Regions from separate parts of the Columba livia genome. Here regions 2 and 3 are each linked to region 1. A link is a contact called in public Hi-C data. All regions are on one chromosome and are shown on one strand. Each heading gives the region's core, a stretch centred on a gene start, on an enhancer-like site or on the middle of the called end of the contact. The rest is flanking DNA. Distances are from core to core; before and after follow the strand shown. Region 1 has its middle 33 kb from the start of TBL1XR1. Region 2 overlaps LOC110361785 (a long non-coding RNA gene). Region 3 overlaps LOC110361785 (a long non-coding RNA gene).

What was found. Hi-C and Micro-C count contacts between places; a contact is called where the count stands out from the background.
Region 2: a contact with region 1 is called in a Hi-C map of crop, with 2.5 times the contacts expected there. The contact joins two enhancer-like sites. A contact is called at or near these places in 2 of 2 Hi-C or Micro-C datasets (crop and liver).
Region 3: a contact with region 1 is called in a Hi-C map of crop, with 2.4 times the contacts expected there. The contact joins two enhancer-like sites. A contact is called at or near these places in 2 of 2 Hi-C or Micro-C datasets (crop and liver).

Annotation. Positions count from the first base shown.
Region 1 is chr9:10,830,575-10,834,530 of bColLiv1.pat.W.v2, reverse strand. No RefSeq gene overlaps it. Among named protein-coding and RNA genes, the nearest start is that of TBL1XR1, 33 kb to the left of the region's middle. Within about 2 kb of position 1,655, at least 3 of the 3 cell types and tissues checked have an H3K27ac peak away from gene starts, as active enhancers do.
Region 2 is chr9:10,599,160-10,603,115 of bColLiv1.pat.W.v2, reverse strand. It overlaps LOC110361785 (a long non-coding RNA gene), which reads right to left. Exons shown (of 14, transcript XR_002418583.2): 3 at 2,555-2,646. Among named protein-coding and RNA genes, the nearest start is that of ZMAT3, 210 kb to the right of the region's middle. Within about 2 kb of position 2,150, at least 1 of the 3 cell types and tissues checked has an H3K27ac peak away from gene starts, as active enhancers do.
Region 3 is chr9:10,662,416-10,666,371 of bColLiv1.pat.W.v2, reverse strand. All of the region lies in intron 3 of LOC110361785 (a long non-coding RNA gene), which reads right to left. Among named protein-coding and RNA genes, the nearest start is that of TBL1XR1, 200 kb to the left of the region's middle. Within about 2 kb of position 1,706, at least 1 of the 3 cell types and tissues checked has an H3K27ac peak away from gene starts, as active enhancers do.

The sequences.
Region 1 (3,956 bases), core at 406-2,905:
ACTCTGCGTGTGCACTGAAATGAATACTGGGGCATTTGCTTTGGAAGTGTTTCCGTATCCCACAATTTAACCCTCCCTGCTATTAGGAGCTATTTGATCGCATAAATATTGCCCAAATGCTCAGCATGGATGCCTGCTGCTTGCAATGATAGCATCGAGCTAGCCTAAAAATTAAGTGCCATCATCTTCTCTCTGTGTCCCTCGTTGAACTGCACTGCCACCTGTCACACCCACCAACAGGGCAAATTGCTCTCAGGGCAGGCGACTCCAGCACCGCGAGGGCAGGCACCCCAGTGCAGCTCCGAGTGATTTCAACGGCCTGGGAAATTCATACCCTATGGGTCTGGGTTGGGGGAGAAGCCTCAGCTCCATACACCGAGATCCACCCTGACAAAGCCACAGCTCCTGCCACCAACCATGGCTTGCTGGGCAGGGAAAAATCCCTGTGCTAATGACCAAGCACTACAAGCAGAGACAGCTTCTTGCTTAATCCTTCGCTTTGATCCAAGCTGAGCAGGGAAACGTGCCCTGCACCCCGCACATGCTTTCCATGCCTCCGTCCCAATGAGAAACACAACTACTCATCTCAAGGAGCTTCCAGACCAGCTACAAGTCCAGAGGCAACACATGGGAAGAGGCAGACGGGAAAACGTGACGAGGTGAGGCTGCGGGGTAGGACACAGAGCACCCCAGCAGCCTCCCCGCTGCAATAAATTGTAACTTCATGGCAAAGCCAAGTGGGAAACACATGAGAAAGCTTAAAATGGCTTGTCTGAACACTGAAGAAGTAGGTGATAGATTCTGTTTGATCCTGAGGCAATACAGGCACAGCGCAGCTGGCCAGGACAGTGAGAACGAGACATGTATGTGTGCGTGTGCTGACGGAGCAGATGAAGCAGTGGAGGTGCACAAGAGTGACCTGGCCAAAGGGACGGGCTGAGGAAGGTGACCAGCGCAGCTGTGTTCTGGATGGAGCAGAGCAGGAACGGGGCAGGCTCAGACCTGCCAGGGCAAGAGGAAAAGGACACTGCAGTAACCAAGCTGCTGGGAAGACACCAAATGCTCGGGCAGGAGCTGGACAGGAATATAGAATCATAGAGTCATTTCTGTTGGAAGAGACCCTTAAGATCATTGCGTCAAACCATAACCTAACTCTAGCACTAAACCACGTCCCAAAGAACCTTGTCTACATGTCTTCTACACACCTCCAGCAATGGCGACTCCACCACTGCCTTGGGCAGCCTGTTCCAATGCTTTACAGCCCTTTCCATGGAGAAATGTTTCCTAATATTCAAACTAAACCTCCCCGGCACAACTTGAGGCCATTTCCTCTTGTCCTATCACTTGTTGCTTCGGAGATCAACACCCTCCATGCTACAACCTCCTTTCCGGCAGTTGTAGACAACAGTAAGGTGTCCCCTCAGCTCCTGTTCTCCAGGCTGAACCCCCAGTCCCTCACCCGCTGCCATCACCCTTGTGCTCCAGCCCTTCACCAGGCTCGGCCAGGGCCGCGCAGCCGCCATCCGGCACGGTCACACACAACCGGCGGTCTGCGAGAACACCAGGGCATTCACAGTTCGCCGATCACCGCCACGCCGGCCGAAGGTCCCACGTTGTTACCAGCAGCGGCAACAACCGGGCCGGCTCGGGATCCCGACCCCTCTGCCTTCTCCTCAGCGCTTCGCCAAGGGCCGCTGCCACCGCGGGACGGGGTGAACCCGCTTCCCGCCCGCCTGCAGCGTTTCCCGTCCCGTGTTTCCAGCGGAGGTCGGGACTGCCCACGGCCAGCAGCACGGCCCCGCAGCCCCGGGCGTCTGGGGCGGCCCCGACTCGGAGCACAGTGCAGCCGCCGCCGCCGCCATTTCGCGGCGCCTCCCGCCCGCGTCCGGGCCCTCCCCGCCCCTCCCCCGCCGCAGCCTGCGCGCCCATTTCCGCCTGGCCGGGCGCCGCGCGGCGCGGGCTCCCCGCCCCCTCCCCGGTGCTCAGTCATTCAGACCGGCAGAGTCAATAACACGCTGACATCACCAGCGGCGCGCGGGCACGGCGCGGGGCGGCCGGCGGGAGGGGGAGGGGAGGCGCGAGGCGGGGGGCGGGGCAGCGCCCCCACTGCGGGCTGAGGGGAGAGTGCGGGGGCGGGAAAATGGCTGAGGGGAGAGTGCGGGGGACACGGCTGAGGGAGACCCGGGAGGGGAGAGCCTGGGGGGAGTCGGCTGCGGGGAGACCACTGAGAGGAAATGGCCGAGGGGAGACCCCTGAGAGGAAGCGGCTGAGGAGGGGCCACTGAGGGGAAATGGCGGGGGGAGTCCTCTGAGGGGAGACCCGAGGGGAAACCGCTGGGGAGGGGTGGCTGAGGGGCAGTGGCTGCGGGGGGCAGCTGGGGCCGTCCCTGGGTGTCCCTCACCTCTTGTGCGGCCTCGGGTGTTCTCTGCCCTCTGTCAAAACCTCCTTCCACGCCACGTGAACACCACCCCAGCACCACCGGCCTTCCCACGGAACAAGCCCAGGGCAGGAGGCCACGGGGGCCGGTGGTGGTGCCATGTCACCCGCAGCCCTTGGCACAGGGATCCTGAGCCTGCCGCAGCCCCAGCAGTGCAAATACACCCGTGACATATGGTCTCCAGCTAAGGGGAAGGGCTCCGGGGCCAACATCTCTACAATATAAATAATTTTACCAAAATATACAGAGTCCATATTGCATATTCTGGTGTCTGCTCTGCCCAAGCCTGAAGGGGGAGGGGAGTGCAATATAAAGGCAACATCAGGCCTTCCCGTTCCTATACCAGTGATAGAGAATATTATAAATTTAATAGATCTTCTTCATAATTCATAGCTTGCTTGTGGAAAAAAAAATCATAATAGCTTGGTGTGATATGTCAGGCATCTATAATTCATGGCGCTGAGATCACACAACCACCATACAGCAGGAGTTTGCTCCGCAGAGTGAGATGTTTGTAATTAATCTGTGAAAAGAGAAACAAAGGCAATAAACTAGGAAGGACGACAAATGAGGGACAGATCCTGCCACCCACACTGACGTGGAATAGTGCTCGGCCAGCAAGCTTGAATAATCCTTAGCTAAAAATCAATAAAATTGGCCAAGAAGTGGGGTAAATAGTAAATTCATCACTGACTGGTTCATTACAACACACAGATGCAGATTGAACTGCCCTTTTGGGCAACAAGGTGCCGAAAGCAGCAGGACGGGCTATGCTTAAGCTAAGCCTAGATCAAAGCACGAGGAGACGAGACCACTTGAGCCAGGTCTTGCGGCCGTGGTGCGAGGGAGTTTCAAGGCTGTGCAGTGGGGACCAGGGGTCCCTCCACCCTCCCTGTGCCAGGAGGTGCCGGTTTAGGGAAGGTTGAGAAGCTTGTGATCTGCATGGAGTGTTTGCGTCAGCCTCATTGACCTCAGCAGGACTGGGGCATGTGCCGAAGTGCTTTACTGAACAGGGAAGTTTCCTTGAATCAGAGCCTGAGTGAGGATTTGAACAATTTGTGCTGCTAACGAGGAGTGGCTGCAGTGGTGGAATGAGCCAAAGTCGCTTCCTAATTGGAAACAGGGAGCTGGAGATCTCCAGAACCCCCTTCCTCTCGCTATTGTCTATTTTCATCCCGGTGAAGCTAAAGCTGGTAACTGTGATGTGTCAGCTTAAAAACTCCCTGTGGTTTCTCACAATAGACCAACCGTCTACGCCGGTTTTCAAACGGTACAGGGAAATCTTGTAAGATTGCATGGCCAACCAAGAAGTGGGGGGAGAAATTAATTTCTTTTAAAGTGGATGCTACAAGGAAAACGAAAAAAGAAATCCTCGTCCTTCTGGGAGTTTGTCTAACATATGGTTTCAAACGAAAAAAAAATGGTGACCGGCCCATCAGACAAACCTGTGTGTCACAATTAAAGAAATCGTTTTAATCCGAGATAAGGCACAGGGTAAAGGGGCGTCACGGTGAGCAGG
Region 2 (3,956 bases), core at 901-3,400, 230 kb after region 1:
AGGACTAGAAAGCTTAAGGATCATATAGATTAGCAACATTTCGACAGAGCATCAGATATTTTCTCTCATTTTCACTTTTCCAAATAAAAGTATTTTAAGATCCAAACACATCCTGATCTATGTATCCTCTGCTGAAAGCATTCATGTATAATATACACTATGTTCATTTTTTTTTTTTTAGTGGTGTCAATTTCCTTAGTTTTCTCTTTTCCTTAGCCTGAACACTTAACTAAAATATTGATTAAAATACTACCATAGTAAGATGGGAAATTTTTTAAGAAAACTTTTCAAGGTTTCAAAAGCACATCCTAAAAAGATTCAGCTTGAAAGTAGACTTCACTTGTCACCACCTAGATTTCTCTAGGAAACCCTATGGCCTCTTACCAGTGAATTACTAAAGTACAGCCTCCCTCTCAGAATGAGAGCAGAAAACAACTGCTTTACACCATGTAGACTGGACTGCCTCTTAGGTATAGTCAAGAAATAATACCTTAAAACATGTTACTAAGGGCAAGAGAATCCATTAGGAGATGCTTCGCTCCCATTCAGGCCCTGAACAGCCTACAAAAGCAATACAGACAACACCTGCCAGTTTCAAGAACCACCCACAGAAGCAGTTCAGTTACACTGCCAGCCAAGTGCCTAAAAGTTTCATTTTACACACCAAATACAAAGTTACCTGGACCTTTGAAGCTCTCTTACAATCAAAGACATTTGAGGGTGATGGTTTTGTTTGCACAGTGGTTTCCTTTACCAACATATCGTAGCTTCTCATATCCAACAAGGTTTTTTCTCTTCGCTCTTTCCCTCATGTGAAATCAGACCAATCTGTAGCAAACAGGTACAGTCACAGGGAACACCTGGGTAATTCTGCTGACTAGAAGGCAGTTAGTCACTTTCTTTGATCTTCTGTGTTACTTCAACACAGCTCACAGTAAATTTAAGAACAATATTGGTAAGTTTTTCAGTACAAAAAGGTTTCTTTAAGAATTGCATTGATACTTAAAAAGCCTTCCCAAGATGTACATTGCACTACAAAAAGTGTTTCTATGGTTTTTAAAAATAGCAACCTCCAATAAGACGTTAAGTGAAAAGAAAGCCACATGCCTAAGGTTTTGAAAGGTAGACAACTTGTGATTTTCTGCATTAATTCCCTTCATGATCAGAAACAACATGTACTTTTCCACAAAACCACAAAAAGCTCCATTGTCAATAAACACAGGTCAGCATTAAGGTTTTTCAAGCAATCGGGAGCTGAGTACAAACAGCAAGTGAAATGGCAGGGGCCACAACCACCTTAGTATTAAAACACATAAAACACGGAGTGCAGAGTCAGAGCAATAAAGGGCACAACAGATTTCTGCAGAAACGAGCTTTTTTTTTTCTCCAGAATAGCTTGTATACCAATTACGTGAATGGAAGCACATGGCAGCCAGCAAGCAGAAGGCAGGAAGGCGTTCACCTAGCACAGCCTGAACCCATTCTGCACTGGGGGGCCAGACAAACACAGCACCCCCCGAGCACAAACCACAGTCACTCCCGATAGAAGCAAATGCCCAAGTACTCACCCCTCTGCAGCTCCACTGCCCTCAGAGGCAGAAAAAGAAGAGCTCAGCAAGAGGAATCTGATCTCGCAAGGACAATTCCACTGACTAAAATATTCTCCTTAGCACCCACCACATGCCCATGAAGACCCCAGAGCTGTAAATCATCATCCCTTTGCAGATCTCAACGAGCAGAAAAATGTAACACAGGCCTTTGTGCTAACAGGGGGAAACTGAGCTGAAAGTCAATACAAAACTCTAGGGGAGGCTGCAGGTGCTTTGGGTTAAGGACATTTGGAGGAAACCAATGGGTCACCAGCCCGGCAGCTGTGAGGAATCTCTGGCTAATGGGCCTTAAACTGCATCTTCTTTTTTTAAAGGGACCATCTTTCAGAAGCAGAACATACATCTCTTCTTTGATTGCTCTACAGCACTGTGTGAGCCCTCTGGCAGTCCCATGGTGTTACCATGCCTGGGTGCTGGGATTTCCTGTCCCCGAGCCATAGGACACATTCAGGTACAGGAACGTTAGCTGAATATGGCAGGCACACCTGCCTGGAGCACAGAGTCACCCTCACTGTGTGCATTCAAAGAGGACTTTGACAGTGACATGGTATGTTGTCTGTAAAGCCGCGTAAGGCAGGAGACACTCTAGAGTTTAAGGTCTGGTTCAGACATGGAAGGCAGGAGGTATGTCATTGTACCACTGTGGAGTTACAAACACACACACACAGGGGGCTGTGATGTAAATCACCCAGCAGGAATTGAACCTCCTGAGAAAGTCTGCAGCTGGGTCAGTGTGGAGAGTTGAGTTGGACAATCAGTGAACGTTGCTGTGATCAGGTATCAGTGATGGAGAGGGTGCAGCCTGACCTAGCAGTAAGCCCCTGAACTCTGCATTTTATTTATGTGTTTTACATGTTAACTCCTGAAATAAAAATCAATATGTGTCAGACTGGTTACGTTTAAATGCATAATTCCCTTTCTAGTAAACTAATGCTTCCCCTTACCTGCATGACAAGCAGTTCTGGGAACATGAGTTAGGAAGAGACCTTGGAGAGAAGATGAGAGGGCCTCAAGAGACTTGAGGTTACTGGAGACACTGGAGGAGAAGAAAGAAAAATCAAACTCACAAATGAACTGCTGAAGGTCAAAAAACAACATGCATTGTTGAGATGTGCTTATTTGTTTCTTAATCCCAGAGTGAAGAGAAATAAAAGACCAGGCACATTGTGTGCACTCTCCAGAGCAGGACTGGGAGGGGGACGAGTAGGTAGGTAACCAAACGTCAACAATCCATGAGACAATGAGAAAAGCAAAAGGTAGAGTGAGAAGACGAGGCATGTCAAGAAGCGAAGCCCAGCTCTTCTAGCAGCTGAGCTGTGCCTGCAAATGAGCCAGACTGGGGCCCTGTTTCATCAGGAGCTGAAGGAAACACTCTGTATGGGGCAAATACACAGGTCAAGGGTTAATCTTCATTCTCACTGTCATGTGAAATGTGGGGATGCATTTATCTGTTTTAAGAGCACCTTGGCTGATTAGCAGTCATTTGCCAAAGTTCTTCCTCTTTGAGCATTGTAGTAATTTGCACTACACTGAGATTTCTCTGTTTTCCCTCCAAACACCATGCTGTTTCTAAGTTTGTATTTTTTGTTTGTTTGTGGGGGTTTGGGTTTTTTGTTTTGTTGGCGTTTTTTTGTTGTTGTTTGTGTTTTACATCTCTGATTGTGCTTCAGCCTATTCCTGACCCAGAAATTAGAAGAATTAACCCTGTTGTTGTTATCCATTATCTACTCTCTTTGTCATCTAATAAGTGCTTGGCTCTTGAGTGAGGAGCAGAGAGCAATAACTGAAGTCCTGTGGGCCAAGGAGCGGGAAACTGCCAGCAAGCCTTTGTAAATAGAAGTAGAAAGGGTGACACATTGGACATTGTGCTTTGTTACAATTTGTAAGAGCCTCAAAGTCTGCTGGGTTTGTAACTATGCTCTGTCATGCTGCTCCTTATCCCATAATTTGCATTTTAAATACCAGTGGTGCTCCTCTCCTTGCAGTGGCATACACTTGGCTGCCAGCCTGTGCCATTAGGCGGGGCTGTGAATGTATGAGGAAATGCAGCAGGTGACAGCACCATGGACACAGGGGTGCAGCAGAAGGAAGTCATCTCATGGGCACGGATACCCCAACTTGGACTGGACAGAAAGCTTAGTATGATATAGAGTAATTATTTTATTAATTTAAATCTTTTTTCTGTTACTGAAACAAGTCAAACTTTTCCAATGGGGACAGAGAACCACTGGTTAGTGTCTTTATATGAGGTGACACTCTCAATCCCACCTGAAAATTTAGCATATGGTGCTGTGGTGAGGACTGCTGGTGCCACAGGCCTGACAGGGTGACCTAGGAGGTCACTGC
Region 3 (3,956 bases), core at 457-2,956, 170 kb after region 1:
AATTCAGATGAATACAGGCTTATCTCCTGCATCATCGGGACTAAAGTAGAGTGCTCTTTGATCCTTTACAGAGGACAGAAACTCCTAATGACTAAGGGAAAAGAACATCAGAATCAATCAGCTCCTTGTGGCAGAGGGGAGAGCAAGCAGCTGGTACAAGAGCTGGGGAGCTGAGGGACAGCTGGTGCACCTTGGGCAGTCAGGACACCCCTGGACTGGATTATGTCAAGTGAAGGAAAATGGTTCAATGTAACATTAAAAGGTCCGTGCACATCTTCGTGGTACAGCAAGAAAGCTCTGAAGTACCACCAGCCTTGCCCATGGTGCAAAGGCCAGGAGGGGGAGAAGAGGTGATTCATTGCAGTATCTCTCCTTTTTCCTTCAAACACCAAACACCCACATAATTACTCTAAAACCATGCCACATCAGGGGGGTAAGTAGTATAATATGGGTCTTACGCAAGTATTGTTCTAGAAATGTCTTTTTTCTTTCTTTCAGCTACTCCCACAGGGCAATAAGCACAATACATGTGCATGCATCTGGTGTGCCATGGACATCACCAAATGAGTCAGGTCCTCAGCTGGTACTATTCAGCTTGGCTGTTCTGGTGGTTCTCATTTTTTACCTTTTTTTTTTTTTTTTTTTTTTTTTTTTATTTCTGTACCTCCTTCCAAACATTCCTCTCACATTCTCTATGCAACAATAGCACCATAATACGTAATTGTATCATCAGCATCTCTGCAGTCCCCCACAAAAGAAAAATAGATGTGTAGATGTTCCTGACAAACCAGCTGTGTCTATTTGGCATTTTGCTTAACAATTCCTGACATCACATTCCAAATCCTACCTTCACTTTCCTATATAAAAAGAGCTTCTCCTTCAATTCCGGTTATGTAATATACTGATCCTGAAAATATGCTTTTTAATATCTTTATGTTGGGAGCGGATGTAAGGACCTTCCTCTGCACTCACAAGTTTCCACATCACATCTTTACCCCTGCACCACTGATCATTCTGTCTTGTTAGTGTTCCTAGAGTTCACTTGCCTGCTGGATAGAAACCCTCTTCTGATTTCCAAAAATGTAAAGTTTTTGCTAGAATTATTAATTCCACATAAAAACGAGGATATTTTGCTTAAAACTTTTGTCATCATTCTGGGGAGGAAAAGCAGTTACGTTTTTTTCTTCTGCTTATTTAAATGATCTACTGATGAGCTGGTTTCACGCATTGTGTTTCCACAGATGTTACCTTTTTTCTGACTTGGAGAACTGCATACAACTACGCTACTGCAAAACCCTTGTGTGATTTCCAAGTCTGTATCAATCATACTGAACAAAACCACATGATTCTTACAAAATGTTATGCTTTGTTCCATTATAATGCATCCCAACACAAGAACTATCATACCAAGTCAGACCAAAGGTCATTCAAATCCAGTTTCTTAACTGCAGCCCAGGAGCAAAGAGTACAGAGAAAGCTTGTTCGCCTCAACAAATCATCCTCTCTTCCAGACATCTGCAACACAAGGACTTTCTGGATGTTATATGTGAAGTGTTAGCATCACAAACACCCTGTACGAGGATTGCCACAGTTCAACTGCATGGAAAGCATTTCACTTGACGTTCTCCAGTTCCTGCATTAGGGGAAACAGTAAATGATTGTTTACTGCTAACCTTCTTCAAACAGCTCCACAGCTTCCCTGCTACCAGAGTCTACAAAGGAGTGCCAGAAGAGCACTGATAAGAAACAGTTTTATGACAAAGTTGCCATATAGCTTTATGACAACATCTTATGATAGTGTGTCATGACAAAGTTGTGATAACAACTTTCAGTGTGGCCATTTGTCACCCTCTAGAGGTGGCTGAGCAATAAACGGACTGATGCAGCCCAGCCGTCATGCTGCTCCCAGCCAAAGATGCCACCACGTTCAGTCTCCCGCTCCTGCCACCCGTGTCATTGCAGGACATTGCACACAGGGATCTGCCTTCCAGACTCCACTCAACAAACGCCTGAGAAACTTGAAACATGCTATTCTTGAAACTCCTGTGAAACACATCTGCTCTTACAACCACCCATATATTTGAAGGGTTATCCATAAACAAATACCGCTGTGCACGCTCAAATTTTACACACACAACTGAGCTCTCATGGTAATCCTCAGATCGTTACATGGCTGCCTGTTAATCTGGAATGACAGATCCAATCTCTGTAAACAAATACTGATTACGTGGGGAAAAAAGCCAAGTTATGAACTTTTTGCTATGAATTGACCTACCAGCAGTGTGACAAACAGAAACAGAGCTGAAAAGCTGTCAATATGGCTCATCGTACATATAACTCTATAAAAATAGACCAAACTCTTGCAGGAGAAGAAGGAAAGAAAATACTCGGTAACCCATTTCTTACTTGTGCTATGGCGGTTTCTGAAACCATACTCTATTGTGCTACGTTCTCTATGAGCACAGAAGGAAAAGGCATGTGCTAGCACACGTCCCTGAGCTATAAACTGGGATGCAACTTGCTGTGAATGGGCACAGCCCTCCCACTTGCTATGCAGCCACCTCCGTTTGTACTGGCAAAATACCTTTACCCTATTTCTTGTATTTAATATAAAATGAAAAATGTAGACAAACCCAAAGATGCTCCCATTCTTTTGCATCCCTTAGTCTTGGTGCAACAAAGCCCTCTGCCTCCAAGGAAATCACCAGGTGAAGTGGGCAGACTCAGCAGAGCTCCCAGCTTCTGTCTCCACAGGCCAATCCTGCTAGTGCCAACGTGTGAAGTGGTGTTGGTCCATGACCTGGACCTGCAAAGCTCACACCACCAAGATCCAACTTACCAAGGAGTAAAGCTTCCACAAAAGCTGTTTCTCTTGTTGGTACGTGTGTTATAGAATGAAGTGCTTTCCATAGTAATGCTTACAACCCTGTAAGAAGTGCCACCATGAGTTAGGGCATGTTTCTTCTTTGCCTGTGACCAAATACAGCTGTGCGGGGGAAAGATGCTGGTGGCCAGGTGACAGCAGAGTCACTCTCTTTGCACCACTTGGCTTTGTATCACAGAAACCTGTGTGTGGGAGGAGAACTGAAAAGCAACTTAGCAGACAGGCACAAGGAAGCAGTGGGAGTGTTGCCAGAGCAGTTTGCATAAGGTGACCATTGCATTTACACAAGTTGAGCTGAAATCCTGGTCAGAGGCCAAACTCTCCTTTGCTAATATTTCATCACAAGCTTTACTCTGCTAGAGAAGGCAGCCATGCAAACAGTTAGGAGAGCCTTTGGAGTTGAGCAGAATTGCACAACTCCGGTTATCTCACACATATCTGTGCCTGTTTACACAAGAGTGAAGCCTGGTCCTATGGTTTCAAAAAAGCAATAGGATCATAGGAGCGTTTTAGTTGTAAAAGTCCTTAAAGATCATTGAGTGCAATCACTAACCTAGCACTGTCAAGTCCATCCCTAAACCGTGTCCCTAAGAACCTCATCTACATGTCTTCTAAACACCTCCAGGGGTGATGACTCAATTGGCATCTGCTTCTGAGAAGACTATTGCTTTATTTTCATCACTCTGCATGATCAAGTGGAAAAAAAAAATGGAAACCAGGTTAATGTGTCCTCTGCAAAACCTGCAACAGCAAAAAATGAAAGACACAGTTCCAGATCTCCCTTTCCCTGAGTCACCGAGAGATAGTAACTTTGTTAAATTCATCTACAGTAATTCCCACCAGTGAAGAACCTGGGCGCTATTATTCTCATTTAAAGGCCCAGTAAAAGAAACCTGCATTCCCAGTAAAGGTTGCACCACTAGTCCATCAAAAGCACAGAACAAAAAGAAACTCAAACTTTCACATTTGAGCTTTGAAGACAAATATTAAAAAGGCACCAAATAGCTCTTCTTTTAGCTAACCTACAAATTAGTAAGGCGATAACTCCTGAACATTAACTGTTTTCCAAGGT